Linked DNA regions of Mus musculus: region 1 is linked to region 2. Evidence: chromatin contacts called from public Hi-C data. All regions are on one chromosome and are shown on one strand. The core of a region is the stretch at or near the end of the contact, and the rest is flanking DNA. Distances in the headings are between cores, read along the strand shown.

The links. Hi-C and Micro-C count contacts between places; a contact is called where the count stands out from the background.
Region 1: a Hi-C map of cortical neurons shows a contact between it and region 2, with 3 times the contacts expected there. The contact joins two enhancer-like sites. A contact is called at or near these places in 4 of 39 promoter capture datasets (the HPC-7 cell line, embryonic stem cells, hippocampal neurons and 1 more) and 1 of 484 Hi-C or Micro-C datasets (cortical neurons).

The regions. Positions count from the first base shown.
Region 1 is chr7:37,915,426-37,920,530 of GRCm38.p6, forward strand. No RefSeq gene overlaps it. Among named protein-coding and RNA genes, the nearest start is that of Gm22302, 94 kb to the left of the region's middle. Within about 2 kb of position 1,481, at least 16 of the 459 cell types and tissues checked have an H3K27ac peak or open chromatin away from gene starts, as enhancers often do. A contact at or near this core is called in cortical neurons and hippocampal neurons, where this site is marked.
Region 2 is chr7:37,644,068-37,649,906 of GRCm38.p6, forward strand. It overlaps Zfp536 (zinc finger protein 536), which reads right to left. Exons shown (of 6, transcript NM_172385.2): 3 at 5,619-5,730. Among named protein-coding and RNA genes, the nearest start is that of 4930505M18Rik, 23 kb to the right of the region's middle. Within about 2 kb of position 4,539, at least 13 of the 459 cell types and tissues checked have an H3K27ac peak or open chromatin away from gene starts, as enhancers often do. A contact at or near this core is called in cortical neurons and hippocampal neurons, where this site is marked.

The DNA of each region.
Region 1 (5,105 bases), core at 231-2,730, 270 kb after region 2:
CTCTTCTCCGTTCCTAATCTCATGTACATGACTAGAAGCTTCTGCAGGATGAGGAAAGGGCAGAGAGGTCAGGGGGCACACTCCTCCCAGGGTCTAGCTGGGGACTGTGTAGTGGCTTAGGCTTCCAACCCCCAAGTTGCTAAGCTGCAGGGAACAGTGAACAGCCTAGAGCTGTTCATCAAAAGCCTTGAAGCATCGGTAGTCCGTCTAAGCCAATGTTGCCCATGGCTGGTTCTGCATGATGAATGGAACACAGGGTGACGGAGGGCCAAGTGGTACCTCTAACTACCGATCTTGCCAGTGTTAGATGGTTTTATGTCAACTTGACACAAGCTAAAGCCATTTGAGGGGAGGAACCCCCAGTTGAGAAAATGCCTCCCTAAGATCTGGCTGTAGGGCATTTTCTTAACTAGTGATCGATGAGGTGTGTGATTGTGTGTAGGGCCACTCCTGGGCAGGTGGTCCTGGGTTCTATAAGAAAGCAGGTTGAGCAAGAGATGAGGAGCAAGCCAATAAGCAGCACCCCTCCATGGCCTCTGCATCAGCTCCTGCCTCCAGGTTCCTGCCCTGTTTGATTTCCTGTCTTGACTTCTTAGATGATGAACAGTATGAGTATATGGATATAAATATATATGAATATATGGAGGTGTGAGCCAAAGAAACCCTATCCTCCCAAGTTGCTTTTGGTCATGGTGTTTCACCATAGCAACAGCAAACCCTAACTAAGACATTACCCATGGTCATCACTGGCAAGGAAGTTACCTGGATCCTCTAAGGCCAAGGTCCAGACCTCTGAGTATCTCACATCTTCATAGCAGCCACACGGCCACACCTGGCCTCCAGGTGTTCTGTGGCAGATGGTACAGTGTGCAGCTGCAGAGCTGAGACATAGCCGTACCACTTCACCTTGTCCCTCTGCCCAAGCCTGCTGGCCTTCCTGGGGAAGACTCATTTCCATATCACACAGACTGTGATCTCTGTGACCTTTTGGGCACATTTACTCCTGGCACGCTGACCAAATGACAGGTCCCCCCTCCGAGACGCCCCAGTCAATGCCCAATATCCACAAAGCTCCTGACCCAACAGAGCCACTTGCCTCCTCCCCCAATCGGGGAACCACCTTCACCATCTGCTTCCTGTACCTACATCCCCCAGCCCCTCCTGACTGTGGCTCTGGAAGACAGATATCTGATCTTAGGGTCCTGACACCCACAGACAGAGTGGGCTCTGTGCAGCCTTGCTGGGTACAGGGGGCCCCCATCAGCTCTGCAGTTGTACACCTGTACTTGAACGTGTGAGCAGAGAAGCCACTGTTTCCCCCTGAAAGAGCCCAGGGTCGCCGGGTCATAGCCTCTGCATTCCCCACCCCCTACCAGGACCCTGCACAGCCTGCCATCCTGCCTCCTGGGGAGCATCTGGGCACAGTGGGCTTGGCGGGCCCTCAGCTTCCCAGGCGGATGTGATGGCAAATAGCAGGCACTTGGCATCGGGTCGGGATTTCTGAGCATAACAGAAATGTCAGGCGGGTTTTAATGAAAGGCTGTGTGCTTCTGGGGATTGACAGGCCAACACACAATCCGGATTTTCAGATGGCTTGTTCTCAGGGCTCTTGGCACAGGCGCCTGAGCTGAGGGGAGCCCCCCGAATGTTCCAGGGGGCAGGGCCATCTCCCCCAACTTGCAGAAGTAGCTACCATCAATTGACAGGCTCCCCTTCCCGTCTCTGGCCACAGTGCTGAGCCCTAATTTAGAAACCAAATTCTTTCTCATCCTAACCCGCAGCAATTGGATGCTTGCCTTTTGCCTACACTTCGTGAGCAACGTGTGGCAGAGGAGGCGGCGTCCCCTCCATTGACGTCAGGAGGGCTGCTGGGAGCACAGTGGCCACCCTAGGCAGGTGCCACAGGGCCAGGTGCCCTGTGGGGACGGGGTGGCTGCTGCTGTGACAATTGGTCCCTAAAAGGAAATCTTGTTGCCTAGCTCCAAGGGTCACAAAACCCTGACAGAAGGGGAAGGTGAGGGGAAAGGCTGGAGAAGGGCCAGTTACCCTCAGCAGAGGGTAGTAGATGAACATACATGTGACAGGTTTGCATGACCCAAGGTGCCTCACTCTGTAGTGAGGGCTGCTTAGGGGCTGGGTAGCTGCAAGTGCCAGAGCTGGTGCTGACTGAGCCAGACAAGTAAGACTAGAATGAGCACTGGACAGGCAGGCTGGAGAGACCAGGGTTATCCATCTCTTCACTACTATCCCTTTTATATCCCCTCTCTTCTGATGACACTGCCCCATCCCTGCTTCTAGGAGTTCAGCATCTGCCCAGGAAGCAAAAAACAGTCACTTTTTGTCATAGATTTCCTTAGCAAATCAGTTTCAAGAATTTTGGGGGCTCCCGATTTTAGGGGTTTCTGTATGTGGGTGCTTGGTTGTGTCGCTGTAGGCCTGGGTATAGAACTGAGCATCATGACAGAGAGGCCTGATGGAGGAGAGACGCCATTCAGTAGAAAGAAAGACAGAAAGGGACCAGGGATAAGATGTACTCTCCATAGACGCCCCGCCCCCGTGACCTATTTCCTCCAACCAGGCCCCACCTCCTAACAGTCCACTGAGCACCTAACTCAACTTAGGGTCTATCCATGGTGACGTTGGCGCCCTTCACGATGGAACCACTTCTAGGAAGCACCATGAGCGGTGGAGCCTTTTGCAGAGACACATCATATTCAAATGACAACAACCACTAAGGGGAGTGAACCTGGCAGTGTGGACAATACGGGAATGATGGCTTCTCCAGACTCCGCTGGGCTTTGAAGAAGCCTGGCGCTCTCACATGGGAGCTGCTATTCAGGGGGATCCCAACCTCCATCGAGACTTTTATCTCAGGCTCCTTATTCAGACCTCCAAGACAGGTGGACCCTGTCTCCCTGGCTAAACTAGGGGCATGTCTGGGCAGCCCCAGTAGAGAGAGGTGATCCAAGGTCTCAAAGCAGGCTGGGTATGCCTCCTTGTTATCCTATCTTTCCCTGAAAGCAACTAGCTGTGAGGTACCTCACTCCAAATCCCTTCCTCTGGTAGACTGAATCTGGGAACCCATACCCAGGTGCCCTGAGCTTCTGGGCTGAGAGGAAAGCCAGTTTTCCTAGGAGCAATCTGAAACGGCTGCCTGAAAGAAACTAGTGGGTTAGGTTAATACGAGAGCCATAGGCAAGTAGGCAGGTCCAGTACAGGCTCTCTGTGCTGAACAGGACAGGGATAGGTCCTCCAGAGACCCTGGTTGCTAAGCAGGTGAGCACAGGCATACCCTTCTTCAGGCCAGGAGAGGTCATTGATACGGCGAGGACAGACAGCAGAAACATGCACCCTGAGGGTTGCAGGAGGAGTCTAAGCTGGCAACGAGAAATGGGAGCCAAGAATTGGCTCCAGGTGGATTGGGAAGGCATTCTGCAGAGGACATGTCCATGGTCACCAGAGACGGCTGGGTGTGTAGGGTCTGAGCCTCTGGTCACACCAACACTCTCAGCTCCACTCCCACCCTCACTGGGTCTTGTATGAAATACATGCCTGTCACTCCGCCATTCCAGACTCTTCCCTGACCCTGCTCTCTCTCTGGCCACTTGGCCACTGGGCCATTTTCAGCTCCTCGAAGGCACTGGGCTTCCTCCCAGGCTGCTCTAGTTGCCAGCGCTGCTCTGGGTCCCTGTGGCTGGCTCCTCTGCTCAGATGTCGCTCTAGCAGAAAGCCCCGCCCCTCCCGTTCCGGTTCTCTCTGTTCTCTAGCATCCATTCCTAGACCACCACCCTGTGGGGGTCCCCTGAGACTCAGCTCCATTCTAGGGAGTTTATGCTTTTTTTGTTTGATTTTATGTTTACTCTCCTCTGTGTGTCCCCCGCCGCCGACCCCTGCTTGATTGACCACGATGACTTGGGAAATCCAGAGCGCTGTGATTCCTAAGACAGGGCTAGCCTGGCACAACGGAGGCATTTTAGCAATGCAGGCAGAAGGACGGAACTGACTGAACGGCTCCAACATATTCACATTGGCCTCTCCAAAACACATTGACTGGCCTCTGCCTATGAGGCTGCTCTCTCCACTAGATGTGGAAGACACCCAAGAGCTGGCCCAGGTTTGTCCCCAGGATACACCCAAGGTACCAGCTGGCAGACCCAGGTTCCTGGCTGACTAGAAAGACAGGACAGGATGGGTGGGTGAGCTTGTTCTCTGCCCTGTCACCTCCATTCCTTTGCCCCCAAGGCTTCTGATCTCTATAGCCCAATCCTCCTGGAGGATGGATGTCCAGGGAATTGTGGCAGGGAACCTCCTGGGTGTCACTTTTTTTTTTACAGGCATAAGTTCCACACCGAACCCCAAAGAGGAACAGAGATCAATGCCCTGGCCTATTGATGAAAACCTCGCTGTAATGCAGATATTTCTCACGTTTTTATTATGTTCATGTATGGTGATTCATAGCAGTTTTGTCAATAAAAAAAAAAAAAAAGTCTGCCACTAAAACTGTCACCGAAAAGTATTTATTTCTACCATAACAGCAAATTATACATTGAAGGTTTGTGGTGGTAGTGGGTAAAGTTGTGGGTACCAGCACCTGCATCATCTGGCACCCCTCCTGAACCCTGCCCAGACCAGGCAGGCTTCATGGATCCACACACAAAACTATAAGGGTCTGGTGTGAAGTGTTAAGGTCTTGGTCTCCAACTGGTGGCAGTGTTTCTGAGAGACTGTGGAACCCTTTGGAATACTGGCTGTCACCGTCACTAAGTGACCTAAGAGCTTGAAGGTTTCAGGCCAGCTCCACTCATGCCAAACTCTCTGCCTCCTGGTTGGTGCCCCAGACTCCAGAATTCATGGACCAACCACATACCACGTCTAGCATACTACCATGGACTGATTCCTCTGAACCATGGACCAAAACAAACCTCCACCCTTACGTGGCTTCCACCAGGTGTGTCTGAGACGGCTGATGAGAAGAGGCAGCATCTTCAAAATAGCCAGCACTTGATGAGTAGGAGGTCGGGCGTGGTCTCGAAGCAGCAACACCAATACACCCATGCTTAGACAGGTAAGCCAGGAAGCTGTACTCAAGGAAAAAAAAACAACAA
Region 2 (5,839 bases), core at 3,289-5,788:
GTGGGTAGAGAAGTGGGGGTGGGTGGGTATGGGGGACTTTTGGTATGATGTTGGGAGCCGCCCTCACATTTGCCATTATAAGATGGCGCTGACAGCTGTGTTCTAAGTGGTAAACATAATCTGCACACGTGCAGGGGCAGTTTTCCCGCCATGTGTTCTGCCTTTCTCGTGATGACAACTGGGCCGATGGGCTGCAGCCAATCAGGGAGTAATACGTCCTAGGCGGAGGATAATTCTCCTTAAAAGGGACGGGGTTTTGCCATTCTTTCTCTCTCTCTTGTTCTTGCTTTTTCTCTCTCTTGCTTTCTTGTTCTTTCTCTTGCTTTTTCTCTCTCTTGCTCTTGCTTTTTCTCTCTCTTCTCTTGCTTTCTTGTTCTTGTTCTTTTTCTCTCTCTTGCTCTTGCTCTTGCACTCTTGCTCTCTGGCTCTCTGGCTCTCTGGCTCTCTGGCTCTCTGGCTCCTGAAGATGTAAGCAATAAAGCTTTGCCGCAGAAGATTCTGGTTTGTTGTATTCTTCCTGGCCGGTCGCGAGAACGCGTGTAAGAGTATAGCATTGGAAATGTAAATGAGCTAAATACCTAATAAAAAATGAAAAAAAAAAAAGAAAGTTCCTCTCTGCCTGCTCTCTAGAGTTAAGGCTGTGGTTTTTTCTCCCTGAAGAAATCAGAACTCCACTCCCACTTCATTCCTTGTCTACAGAGCAGTTATGAGCAAATCTAACCTCCATGAGTTCCAAAGGATCCTGGTGAAGATCCAGTAGGACATAAAGCATCCCCTCCATATGTCCACCTTATCAGTTTCGCATAGAACCTGCGATCTCCATTGCTCCTCTGCACTCCCAAAATACCAACCCTGTAGCATGATACAGCGATGATTACCGAGGAAGGGATGCTAGCTTGGGGTCAGTAGAGACACAGCAGGACCAGCCTCTGAGTTCAGCATCTCTGTGGTTCCTAGAGCCCTGCCACCACCTCCCAGAACAGCACTGCCAGCTGGTGGCCAAGTATTCAACGCTTGAGCCTGTGGGGATGGTTTAGGTCAGAGGCTGGTGGTAATTCTTGCTGATTTTGGAAGCTAGTCTTTTAGAAGCACTGGAAATATTGGACAGCTTCTGGCCCACAGGGAGCTCAGCCTAGGGGAGCTGTGAATGAGAAGTGGGGGGATGAGAAGTGGAAGACTTAGGTGCTCTGAGTACCATTTCCTCTGGAAGCCCCTGGCCCTCATTGACCTGACCATGGAGATCTTCTTGAGGGATGGATTATGGGCTCGGGGGCTGTGTCTTGCTCTCTTTAGAGGGGTACTGTCTGAACACTTCTGTTGTAATGACATACGAAGTCAACAGGTGCGTTTCTGTAGCTTTCCTGTTTTATTTTATTGTATTGATATAATTTGTGCAGTACTCAGGATTAGACACATGCTAGGCAAACCGAGCCATGCTTCCATCCATTTTTATTATTTATTTACTTTTTTTTATTGGAAACAAAATTTTGTACAACCTATTGGGGGGGGTGATTCCACTCCCATCTTCTCTTTGATGCTTACTATTTCCTAATCAACTCCACACCCATCCTCTTTCTCATTAAGAGGTTATCTTTTGTCAACTAAGAAATCAAGAAAACCTGGAGAATATTTCTAGGTTAAGCCCATTTTACTAGGGTATCTTGTATTTCAGTTAGTTCTTGAGGGGGGGTGCCTTCACGAATAAACCCTGAACCAAGTTCCAGTTGTTTACAGAGCCCACTAAGTTGTTTACCAAATTTAACAATTACAGATTTTCTTATAATTTTCCTAATTTTAAGCTTCAACAAGCTTCGTAAGAGTACCTGTTCCGTGTTTTCTGATATACTTTCTTTACTCCGTTCACTATTTTAAATTTTTTAGCCTTTTGTGTTTGTAAATAACCCTTAAAGATGGACATTGTAATTAATTCTGATTGCAATAAAACACATTTTTCTAAATTATTTCTTTGCTAAGCCTTAATATTTTCCAGCATCACATAAAACCAGATTTGGCTACTTTCTTGTGTTTTCCATTTAAGTTGAGATTGATAGTTATTTTAAAAAAGAATCTTGAGACAACCTTGCTAGGATAACCTTGAACTCAAGATCCTCCTGCCTCGGCTTAGTAAGTGTTGGGATTACAGCTGTGTACTACCACAACTAGACTTTCAGCGTTTTATTTTGGAACAGGTTCTCTAAGTTGCCCTGGCTGGCTTACAATTCAGCTGCCAGTTAGGCTGAGGTTGTCTGATGGCTCCTCCCTCAGCCTCCTTGGTGTTGGGGCTGTCCTGGCCTAAACATCAGTTATTCAAGACTCCAAAGTCTCTCAGCTGTGTGTCTGCTGGTTGCTGTCAAAATAGGAAAGCTCCTGAAACCCGGGAAAGTGGTGCTCATCCTAGCTGGATGCAGAGCCTTCATTCTGAAGAACATTAATGTTGGCCTCAGACCGCTCCTGTAGACATTTTCTGGGAGCTGCAATTGATCACCATCTCCTCAAAGAGACAGCCACCATGGGGAAGATGGAACAGGAAGAAATCAAAGATCAAGATGTGTGTGTGTGTGTGTGTGTGTGTGTGTGTGTGAGAGAGAGAGAGAGAGAGAGAGAGAGAGAGAGAGAGAGAGAGAGAGTATTTATAACTACACTAGCCTCATGTCCACAAGGATATCTCCCTGAACAAAGATATCATGGATACGGATTTTTTCAAAGCCCAAGCTCTGAAATGCAAGGCCAGATGAAAGAGCAAGGTCAAGTTTGAGGAGAGATACAAGATGAGCAGGAACAAGTGGTCCTTCCAGAAGCTTCAAGCTTCTGTCATTAAAAATAGGAGAGAAAAGAAAAGAGACTTCACCAAGACAAGTGTCCTTTACAGAGAACCGAAAGTGTGTAAGTGAGGAAATATCTCCTGCACAAAATTCCAGACTCTAAGAAACAGCTCAGGGCCAGCTCAAGGCTCTTTCCTCTCACTGGCCGTCGTTGGCCCTTCCCAGTGCAGGCCCTTGGGAGCCTGGGAACGGGAGCTGAAACAAGAGACTGGGAGAGGGATGCCCACATCTCAGTTACCTGTTCTCAAGGCCTGTCTATTGACCCTCAGAGGATAAGAATCTGTTCTTGAAACAATATGAACTAACCAGTACCCCAGAGCGCGTGTCTCTAGCTGCATATGTAGCAGAAGATGGCCTAGTCGGCCATCAGTGGAAAGAGAGGCCCATTGGTCTTGCAAACTTTATATGCCCCAGTACAGGGGAACGGCAGGGCCAAGAAGTGGGAGTGGGTGAGTAGGGGAGCGGGAGGGGGGAGGGTATAGGGGACTTTTGGGATAGCATTTGAAATGTAAATGAAATAAATACATAATTTAAAAAATTGGAAAAAAAAAGAATCTGTTCTTGAAAGTAAAGTTTCAATTTGACTTCCTGGTCACATGACACACATCTCTCAAGTCATCCCAAGGTGTACATTTCCCACCCAGAAAAAAAAAATCCTCATACCTGCTTATGGTCTACACCATAGACCGCACATACCTCAGTCCCCTGCCTGTGAAACCACATTTGCATGGCATTTATGAATAGACATTGCTGGCACTGTTTTATCTTCGTATTAGTTACTGTTGTCGCTCTTTTTCTGTGCCAAACTCATAAACTCTCAGGCACATACATGTAGGAAGAATTAGGCAGAGTATTGGGATCAATGGAGTCTGCAACTTCAGGCTTCCTTATTGACCATATCTCCTGCATATGACAGTCCTGATTGTCCTTTAAGTTCCAGGAAGCCCAAAGTTTAGTCCAGTGACTAGCTGCAAATATGTGCCTTAGTGCTGGGAAACCTGGTGAGCCAAAAGACGCTGCCTGTCCTACAGTATGAAAGCCGCCCAAACTAGGGGTGGTGTGTGTCTCCCTCAGGGGAAACCCATGGCCTTCCTTTCATGTCTGTCCGCAGGAGGCAGGGTTGGGGGTGTAGGGAGCACTCGGTTAGGTAGTTCATTTTTGTTCTCTTTCATATCCCATGCCAAAGGGAGTCAAAGGGGAAGTGGGCAGCATAGCGGAAGTGCCCAGCATGGCGGAAGTGCCAAGCGTGGCGGAAGTGCCCAGCATGGCGGAAGTGCCCAGCATGGCGGCGTTGCTTCCTCTCCTACCCCAAGAAGCACAGAGTACTGAATGTTTCTGAACAAGCTTACGTACTTGTTCTCTCAACAGCCAGTCCCACCAACTCCCTACCAGCGGCCCTCGGCAGCGATGCTAAACCTGGCCCTCGGATACCATGAGCATCCACACTGCAGAATTCCTACCATCAATGTAGCAGCTGAATGCTGTTAGACTCCGAACTCCCCCATCTGTGTTTTGCCTCCCAAGAGGGAAAATAGTCTTCACAGACATTCCCTTATCTGGCAGGCAGATTCCAAACCTTACTGGCAACCACGGGCTTGTTTTCCCAACCCAGCAGCAAAAGAACCAAAAATTGTTCCCGCCTGCGATATGCCGAGGAGGGACCCAGCCAGAAGCTCCGTCTGCAAGCTCTAGGCTGGAGCTCCTGAGCTGCCCACCCCTCTCCTAGAGGGCACCTTGGGATCGGCAAAGTCACAGGCCTGCCAGGCCTCTGATGGCCCCCACTACTGCTTTCGTTAACTGCTCCTTTTTCTCAACATAGAATACACCCACTAAGAAGCTGCGGGAAAACACTCAGCACGGTGTGAAATCAACACTTTCCGACTCAAATAACGGGGTAGGCTAGGGAAAACTTCCAACCTTCTCACTGTAGACATTTTCCTCCCGCAAGAATCACAACAAGGCCTCCATGCCACCACCAGCCTGTCCCCAGCCTCCTGCAAATAGAGGAAGCCACAGACCTGGCCTTTTCACAGGTTGCTATTTCCTCGCATACGCCTCCCTTCCGCCCCCCAGCCCTTCACATTCTTAATCCTGGAACCCTGAACCCAGGCAATTGCTAATAAGCCAATATGGAATGATAAGCGTGGAAGTCTAATTGATAGGAGCCTCTATCGACTGGCCTTGATGTCTATCTGAGCTTCTCAACAGCCCAGATTTAAATGTTTCATTTTATTTTTAACTTTCACTTTCTCCCATTGCAGCAATGTCAGGCAGAGGTACGGTTTCACTATCAGAAAGAATCGCGGTGCAGAATAATTTATGACTTCAGCTTGGGCTTTCAGAAAAGCCATTTCAAATCTTCACTTTGATTTGGTTGTATCAAAACTACTCAAAATAACAGCAGCACTTCTCTTGGAACCAGAAAAACACGAACAGCACCTCAGGATTTTGAGCTGGAGCCTCATCTCTGTCTCGGAAGAAAACTCCAGAAAGGAATTAAGCAACCGAGTAGAAAACACAACATCGGGGGTGAAGCGCCATGAGAAAATAGAACATTGGTCTTCCGGATACTTTTGTTTTAAACCGCCACCACCCCAACCTCAAAGAGATGCTGGTCCCCAGGAGCCACAGCCGATGGTTTTACTGGGTGGGTGTAGGTGCCTCCTCTAGTAGCCAGGAGATGCTTGACTGGGGTGCACAGTAGATGGCTTGAATTGGATTTGTGTGAGCTCAACAGGGCAAACAGGAAGAAGTGAGGAGTGTCCAGGCAGACAGCTCTAGTAGGGTGAGACTTACCTTAACACCCTCACTGCATGCTTGACTTAAGGACTGTCAGTCTAGTAAGAATGTTCCTCGGAAAAGATGCTCTGGTTGCTGAAAGATGGCCAGAGGGGTGGGCCCCAGCTCCCTGTCGAGAAAAAGGAAATAGAGAAAGAAACCATGTAAAGCAAAATGTAACAAATTCAGAAAATCACAGCCATACTTGGAGGTCAAGGAAACTCAGCTGCAAAGGTTAA